Linked DNA regions of Cricetulus griseus: region 1 is linked to region 2. Evidence: chromatin contacts called from public Hi-C data. All regions are on one chromosome and are shown on one strand. Each heading gives the region's core, a stretch centred on a gene start, on an enhancer-like site or on the middle of the called end of the contact. The rest is flanking DNA. Distances are from core to core; before and after follow the strand shown. Region 1 overlaps Egflam (pikachurin). Region 2 holds the start of Lifr (leukemia inhibitory factor receptor).

The links. Hi-C and Micro-C count contacts between places; a contact is called where the count stands out from the background.
Region 1: a contact with region 2 is called in a Hi-C map of the CHO-K1 cell line, with 3 times the contacts expected there. The contact joins the enhancer-like site here to the promoter of Lifr in region 2. A contact is called at or near these places in 3 of 8 Hi-C or Micro-C datasets (the CHO-K1 cell line, fibroblasts and liver).

The regions. Positions count from the first base shown.
Region 1 is chr2:340,958,001-340,961,938 of CriGri-PICRH-1.0, reverse strand. It overlaps Egflam (pikachurin), which reads left to right. Exons shown (of 23, transcript XM_035440594.1): 18 at 1,343-1,366; 19 at 3,309-3,387. Among named protein-coding and RNA genes, the nearest start is that of Lifr, 91 kb to the right of the region's middle. Within about 2 kb of position 1,323, at least 2 of the 6 cell types and tissues checked have open chromatin away from gene starts, as enhancers often do.
Region 2 is chr2:340,867,660-340,871,729 of CriGri-PICRH-1.0, reverse strand. Lifr (leukemia inhibitory factor receptor) reads right to left here and starts at 2,728. Exons shown (of 20, transcript XM_027401338.2): 1 at 2,461-2,728.

The DNA of each region.
Region 1 (3,938 bases), core at 74-2,573, 92 kb before region 2:
CAAAAACATTTCCAATTACAGTATATTTTTTTTTGAGTTTGGAATATTTACATACATATAAAGAGATACCTTGACAAGGACCCAAATCTAAATATGAGGGTTATTTGTGTTTCCAATAAATACCCTTCATGTAGAAATGAGAAGCAATTTTCTGCAGCATTTTTACCTTGCCCACCTTTTCAGTATGACCCCATGCCATGACCTCAAGTGTGCAGTTTTCCAGGTGTTGGTATTAAAAAAGCTTTAGAGTTTATGGGGATTGGATGTTCTCAACCTATACACCAAAGAATTATGTACCAAGTAAACTGCCCCAGAAGCGTGTAGTCTGCCCTGATGGTAGACCAGTTGACCAGTCTCATTGTTCCCTGGCCCTGAGGTGTACCAAGAAGCAGTGCTGCCTACTAGCCTCCTGGATATTGAGATAGTGAGTCTATGACATCCTCATGGTCCTCTCTGTCCAACTTCAATTGAGTGTGTTGCAAGAAAGAGCTGTTTTTTCAACTCTTTTTTTCCCCAAAACTCTAAATCTCTCAAGTGGGAGATTCTCTCGGGTGGGGGTTGGGGGTGGAACTTGCATGTGGAATGCTGTTCTTCTTTGGCAGTTCTGACACCACCTGATGGCACCTGCTTTAGCACATAGATGTGAAGGAATGCCAAGACATTTTCATTAATACATGAGTCAGGCCATTGCTACAAAAGAAAGAACACAGAAAAGGTCAGGTCTAAAGGTTAGGTTTAAATATAAACTTGTTTATAATAAAATTTAAACCATGAAGGTTGGGAAATAGACTTGATGGTCACGCCTGGAGCTGGTGTTTTTGAATGGAATGGCTTTTTACCTGCATGCCTGTGTGCACTGACTAAATTGAGGGCATTGTCATGGACCTTATTGGTGTGGTTTCTGGAGAATACTCTGCCCTTAGTTAATCACAAGAAGGCTGGTTACAGAATCCTGCAAAGGGCAATGGGTGAATGTGTGACTGGTTGCCTTATTGTCCCTTGATTATGCACAGCCTGATGCTGAAAAATAGTCACAAGCATTTTTCCAGACATAGTAGAAAGGTGGGTTGAAGGTGGAGTCTTGGCAGCTTAGGATGAACATGAACGTATCCTATCCTTAGTTCTCAGTAACCCTCAAATGCAATAAAATCCAAGGGGGAACAACACTAGTCATGCCCTGAAGAAACTTCCAGGGGCTCTTGCAGCAACCCATCCTCCACTCTCTTCTGGATCCACAAAAGGGCTTTGTGAAGCAGGCTGGTCTGGTTCCCAGTGAGCCATGTAGAGTACAATGTCTGTGAGTGCTAACTCTCCCTTTCTCTTTCATGCTGGCACCTGGCAGAGTGTGGGAACTACTGCCTCAATAGTAAGTACAGTACTAAGTCCTGGGAGAGAGCGAACCACCTGGGCTTCTGCCAGAGCCTGCCAGCTCGGGTCAGGCCAAGAGCTCAGAGCAGCCAACTGCAGGCAGAAGGGAGATGGGGTGGGGGCATCAGACACACCAACCAAGGTTCAATGGATCTGCCTTCCAGAGTGGAGGACCCCAAGCTGGCTTTCTCCTAGTTGTGTGTCAGAGAGTGCTGAGTTGGGGGGTTCTAGCTGGCAGGCAGCTGGACTTAGCTCCTACACACAGGCATCTCCTGAGGCTCTGTTCGTAGAGCTAACTTGTGACAAAAACACCAGGACCATTTTAAGAAGTCCAAAGAGAAGGATGGCTGTCAGACACAGGCCAACAGACAGGGCCAACAACAGCAGCAACAGGACCTGGCTGTACCTCTCACCCTGGAGTGAGCGGAGCCCACTGGGGCCTTCTTGGTTATGTTTAGGCCAGGGCCAGACTCCTATGCCAGTCAGCTTGGGCACTCTCCTTCTACTTCCTTATCAGCACACAGTTCCTGAAATAAGGGACTGGTTCCTCTACCAAGAGCTCCCTCCCCCTCCTCTTCTGCCTCCTCCTTCCTCCTCTTCCTTCACCTTGCACTCTACCTCCATACCCCATCACCACTGCTCCCAGCTCTGGGAGATCATTCTTCCCCTTTTTGCTTCACTTCTTTAGCTTTCCCAGTTCATGTGTCTCCCCTTTCCTGTCCCAGTGGCTGCCTATCTACTAACCTTTCTCTCTCATTCTCTCTCTCTCTCTCTCTCTCTCTCTCTCTCTCTCTCTCTCTCTCTCGGTTTAAAAGTAAAATTTAAACTCTCCCCATTGTCCATAGCATCACGTGATACATTTTCTTTCCTGGGTGTGGAGTCGTTATGTCACGTCTTCTTGGTATCAACCACGTGTTTTCTTGAAGCTGTAAATATTTCACCAGCTAGTTATTCTTTCATTTTACACACTTTTGTTTTGCTTTGTGAATGTGAGATTCATTCTACCGTGGTTTCTTTAAGCTGTTTCCCCTGTCTCTTTCCAAAGAGGAAGGAGGTGGTGTGGTTATTTCTCCAGCAGAAATCCCCTCTGCCTGTGTATCCAGTTTGTGACAGCACACATGCCTGTCCTCATGCCTGTTCTTTTGATGTGAAAAAAAAAAAAAAAAGGTGATTCCTTGGGGAAAGCAAGTGATGAGAAATTGGGAGGAAGGAGATTCACTTCTAAAGTACTGGGAAGTAAGGGATGGGCAGGAGCCAGAATGAGGCCAGCCACTCTGGTTCAGGGTCTGCTGCAGTCTTAGCTGGAGGAGCTTGGGCTAATTCTGGGCCCTTTCTGACCCTCATTTTCACCATCCTGAAATAGGAATAGCTAGGCCTGCCTCACTCTGTGTTTCTACATGAGTTCGGGTGAGGGCTTTGTAAGACCTCATGTGTCTGACTGAAGAGTCAGAGCTGATATACCACACTCCCCACTCTCTCCACATCAGAGCTACAGGGGTTCCATAGATAGTAGATAAGCTCTAAGTAAAGAACCCCACAACCCCATTGGGACTTGTTTGGGGATGACTGTCTCTGCCTCCCTTGGCAAAACTCTGGGATTATCCCCAGCTGCTCTCCACATGGCTCTCCTCCAGCTTCCAAGAAACACTGGGGACAGTTCAAGTTTCATCACATTGCAAAGCCTTCTCAGCAGTGCCAAGGCCAGTGACAGCAACCGCCGGCCCCCAGAGAAGGGAGAAAGGGGAGAAACCATTGCCAGGCCACTGGACCAGGCTGCTGTGAGCCAGGCCAGTACATACACAGCCAAGAGGAAGGGGCTGACAAATTGTCAAATGTCACATTCCATGGATAGCTTTCCTGCCATGTTACTGACATGTGTAAGGGTGTAGAGGTCAAGAGGGCTGCATGCCTCATAACCTTAATTTTCTCTTCTGTCTCAGCTATTACAGAAGCCATCGAGATCCCTCAGTTCATCGGCCGCAGTTACCTGATCTATGACAATCCAAATATCCTCAAGAGGTAATGGGCCAGCACAGCAGTTTGCTTATTCCCTGGATGTCAGTTTCTCAGCATCACTCTCTTTCATAACAGATAAAAATTCTCCCCATAGACTAGGGGTGGAGAGGGGCATATGAAATAAACATAGAGACAAGAACAAAACAAAGCAAATAAACTTGAAGGCGTTAGTCTTCCAAACAACCCCATTCATTATAAGCACTCCAAACTTTTCTGGTCAAAGGGCCTGGAAGAATATGACTTGCCCCTGGGGTTTCCAATGTTCCAGTTTGTGAGGCAGAAGGAATTGGATGCACCTACATCCTGAGTGTGGTGACATACCCCCACCCCCACCCCTGACCTTAAGAGAGCTGTTAGCTTTGTGCTGTTCTGTGCCATAGCTTGCAGATCTGCCTGGAGCCAGTTGTATAAGGACTCAGCTGCTCCCAGTCAAATAGCTCAGAGCCCTTGCATGCTAGACCAGTACCTATGTCTTCATGAGCAAAAGTCAACTGTCCTCCTGAGGCTCTGCCTGTACAGTGAAAATTGCTCGGTTCTCCTCGTGTTGGCAGAAG
Region 2 (4,070 bases), core at 1,479-3,978:
GAGGCATGAGCCTTCAATGCATACTCGAAAACATTTAAGCTCTTAGGATTTTTTTTTTTTTTTTAAGATAGGATCTCATTTTGTAACCCTGGCTTGGAACTCTGTAGCCTAGGCTAGACTACAACTACAGAGATCCACCTGCTGTGGCCTGCTCAGTGCTAGGATTTAAGGCACCGCGCCTGGCTTGGTAGATTATTCTTATAATTGCACATTTGTTACTTTCTGTTGTTGAAACTCAGCCCAAGCTGTCATTAAGGAGATGATTTTAAGTCCTGACTATCAAAGCTCTCGTTTCACAGCAAAGATGCCACAAATCCCTATGGGTCACTTAGGAGTCATAAAAGCAAAGGATGTGCACTGGGCAGAGCAGGCATCCACTTCCTGCAATGTGAAGAAGCAACTCTCTGGTTCCTGGGAATAACTGAATCCACTTAAAAGTGGATTCCTGGGAATCCACTTAAAAGCCTCAAAAAAAAAAAAAGTGCTTTATGATAATTTCACAGCAAGATATCAGGAAGAATGTAAATACCTATCAAGAAAAAGAAACATAAATAAATCATGGTTCGTCCTTACTAGAGCTTTCAGCTGCTGTGAGAGAGTGAGGCAGCTTTCCTGGGGACTGAAGGTGACCATCAGGACTCAGGGCTCTGCAGGGGGAGGCGACAGAGCTGGCACAGAACAGGGCATACAGTGTATCCCGGACATTCAGAAGACAAAAGAGCAAAATGTTTGCAAAGCATTGAGCTACATTTGGAGAAAGACAGGAGTCTGTAAGCCTGGCTCCCACTGATGCTGTGGGGGTGTGGTGGGATAGAGGTGTGTTTTTTACTGGGAACTTTCCTGTTACTACTGAACCTTTTCCAGTGTGAAGACACATCCCCCAATTAATATGATAACATCTTCACACGACTGTTTACACTATTACTAACATTGACCTCAAGGATGAGTCTTCATTAGCAAAAGCTTATAAAAGTCAGAAAAGTTTCATTCGTTTCCACAGCACAGTGCCCGATTCGCATTTCCCAGAAGAGAATCCAAGTCTCCACTAATTAGAGCAGAGCGGCTTGTGATCTCACCTATTACAAAGCAAATACACCTCAGTTCAACTCTGGGAGAGCAAATAGCTGCACAGGCCTCCTGTTTAAACTGCGCTTAAAATTCTGCAGTGAAGCCTCCAAAGGAGCTTCGATGGAAGACAGAAAAGTCCGAGAAAGAAACAAGGAGCACAGGCCGCGCTGAACTCTGCTTTCCTCAACCAGGCTTAGACTAGAAGAAGCCTCTGCTTCTAGTATGACTAGATGCAGTATGACTAGTTCAGTATGACTTTGGATCCGTGTAGAAATAATGGCGTAAGGGGAAGAGGGGGAGAGCATCAGTTGCAATAAACAAATGCTTTAGTTTTTCATTGAGGTGGGGGTGGGGGGTTGCTTTAAATATGTGGGCACCATTTTTTTATTTATTTATTTTTCCTGAGACAGGGTTTTTCTGTGTAACAGTCCTGACCTGGAGCTCGCTTTGTAGACCAAGCTGGTCTCAAACTCACTGAGCTCCACCTGCCTTTGCCTCCCAAATGTTGGGATTAAAGGCATGCACCGCCACTGCCCGGCCTGGGCACCGCTTTTGCACCCCAGGCTAAATAGATCACATCAACTTGACTCTAAGCAATTTTGTTGAATATGCAACTGAAAACAAATTGAATGGCAAAGTTTAAACTGAAAGTTTTTCTGAAAAATAAAAACAATATATACTTTATGGAAAAACAAAGTTAAATGCAAAGAACACATTTCCATATAAATGCCAGTCAATAACGGTGTACGTGTCCTATCAATCTCTGACTGCTTTAAACACACATACAAAAATGGATACAACGATAACCCAAGTGTAAAGGAAAGACTGGTGTTTTGGCAGCTGAAGACCGGGGACAGAATCACATTACTCAAGCTCTCCTGTAAGTTCACAACACATTCTGAGCAGTTTTCTACGTGTCTGAATTCACCATCCCAGCTTTGTGCTTTTAGAGAACACATCACTAATGCCACCAATCAGGAAGCCTTAACTTTGCTCGCCTACACTTTAACTTGTGGTTTAATAAGTTTAGCGCGATCGGACACAAGCAACTAGAAACACAGACAGGTCAGTCAGTCAAACGCACCGTAAAAACAGAAAGGACGAGGAACTACTTTGCTGAGGCACAGAGGTTCAGAGGCAAGAAATCATCTGGCAGGTCGCAGCTCCAAATGGGGAATTAAAGGTCCTTACCGTCCCCTGGTAACCTCTGGCCTTGGAACTCACTGCCCTTCGCTCCGCACAAGTTCGGCTCGGTGCAGTCCGCGCCCACGCAGGCACCAGGATTGACCCTAAGCTGGTAGGGAGGGCGCGAGCCCGAGCAGCGCTGCCCCAGAGCCGGGGACGCGCCCCCCGCACGCGCTCCAGGCTGCCGCGCCGCGCCCCCGCACTCACCCGCCGTTCCCGCGCCGCTATCTTGCCATCCCAGCTGGCCACCGCCCCGGGGCAGCCCGGACCCTGCAACCCGGGACTGCAATCGCGAAGAAGCCGGCCAACAACAGCCACCGTTCCGGCGTCCCTGTCCCCTAGCAGGCCCACTCCAGCGGCCACCGACGACGGGCCGCCGCTGCCCTCTCCAACCCCAAGAGCCACCGCAGCGCCAGGCGACGATAACGGCCGCGGCCACAGCCGAGACGCTCCGGCGCGGACTGCGCGCCCGGGGGCGGCGCCAGCAAGAAGCTTGGCGGGGGGCGCAGCCCCTAGGCCCCGCCTAGGCCCCGCCCCGCGTTCCCCGTACCCCCTCCCTGCGCCAGCCCTGCCGCGCGCACGGGGCGCGGGCCCGCGAGGCCGCGCGTGAGTCGGAGCCGCTCGGTCGCGCGCGGGCTCGACGCCCAGGGTGGTGCCTCTGCTGAGACTCGGGTCGTGCGGCCAGCCTTGCAAGGTCACCGAGCCTCGGAGAGAGCGCGGCGGCCCTGCCGGTGCAAAGCCTCAGGAAAGGCCGGCGGAGCCCAGGCGGCCCTGAGGGAACCAGCCCGGCACCCATACCTCTGTCACTGTTCTTTGCAAACCTTGCATGGAGAAGGAAACCGGGGTCACCCCAAAAATGCACACGGACGCCAATGACTGCCCAAGGCACCTCGGTTGGCTAAGATTTTTTTCGATTTTGTGAGTTACCTAAACTGTCCCGAGGGCCAAGGTGCTGTCACTCAGGTCCCCTTCCTTCTTGGCGCATGGATCTCTCAGCTCATGAGGGGCCCGCGCGGGCATTCTGAGAACATCCTGGAGCCATCTAGTCGTGCCTCCGAGGCGTGGTGGGCTTATTTGTGCAGAGAAGAAACGGATCCCTTAATGGGGTGAGATTTTTTCCTCCCTGCATTGTTCCTATTTCCGCAGTTTCACTTGGCCTCGGTGTTCCTTCAGAGTAATGCACCAAATGAAATTAGTAGGAGAGTGTTTTATAGCGCAGAATCATGGTTTGAAGATGTTTACCCTCTGTGCCGGACGCGTTTGATGGTGTTCTCTTTAGCACAATTAATTTTGCGAAGTTCAGAAATGTGCCAGACAGAGCCACTGGCACGCAGTCACAAGACTCTGCAGACACACCTTTCACAGGGAGTTTGTTTTGATCTGTGACTTATCTGATGCACCAAGGCCAAAGAGTTTGTGAGAGACCTTTGCCTGAAATTCTAGACTCTAGAATCTAGAGCAATTTGTAAATTGGCAGGATGAACTTATTTTCTAAAAAAGATTCCCTGTTAATAATTTAACTCTAAAGCGGGCAACAAAACACCTGAAAATACACTGTGTGAAAAATAAGTTCCTTAAACAATATTATCTTCCAAAAAAATTTAAAAGATTACTAAGCGTGTCTGAGTGGCCACCTCCATTAAATTGCCTATTTGGAACACTGCCTCCTGCTGTCCATATGGCTGTTTCTAGTCTGGGTGCTTCCCCCTCCCCATTTAAGCTGTAACATAATTGCTTTTTCTTTATCCTCCTTCTTTTCCACAGCTTGAGAAACTTTTTACTCCTATTGGCAAATCCTGTCTTTTCCATTAGACACA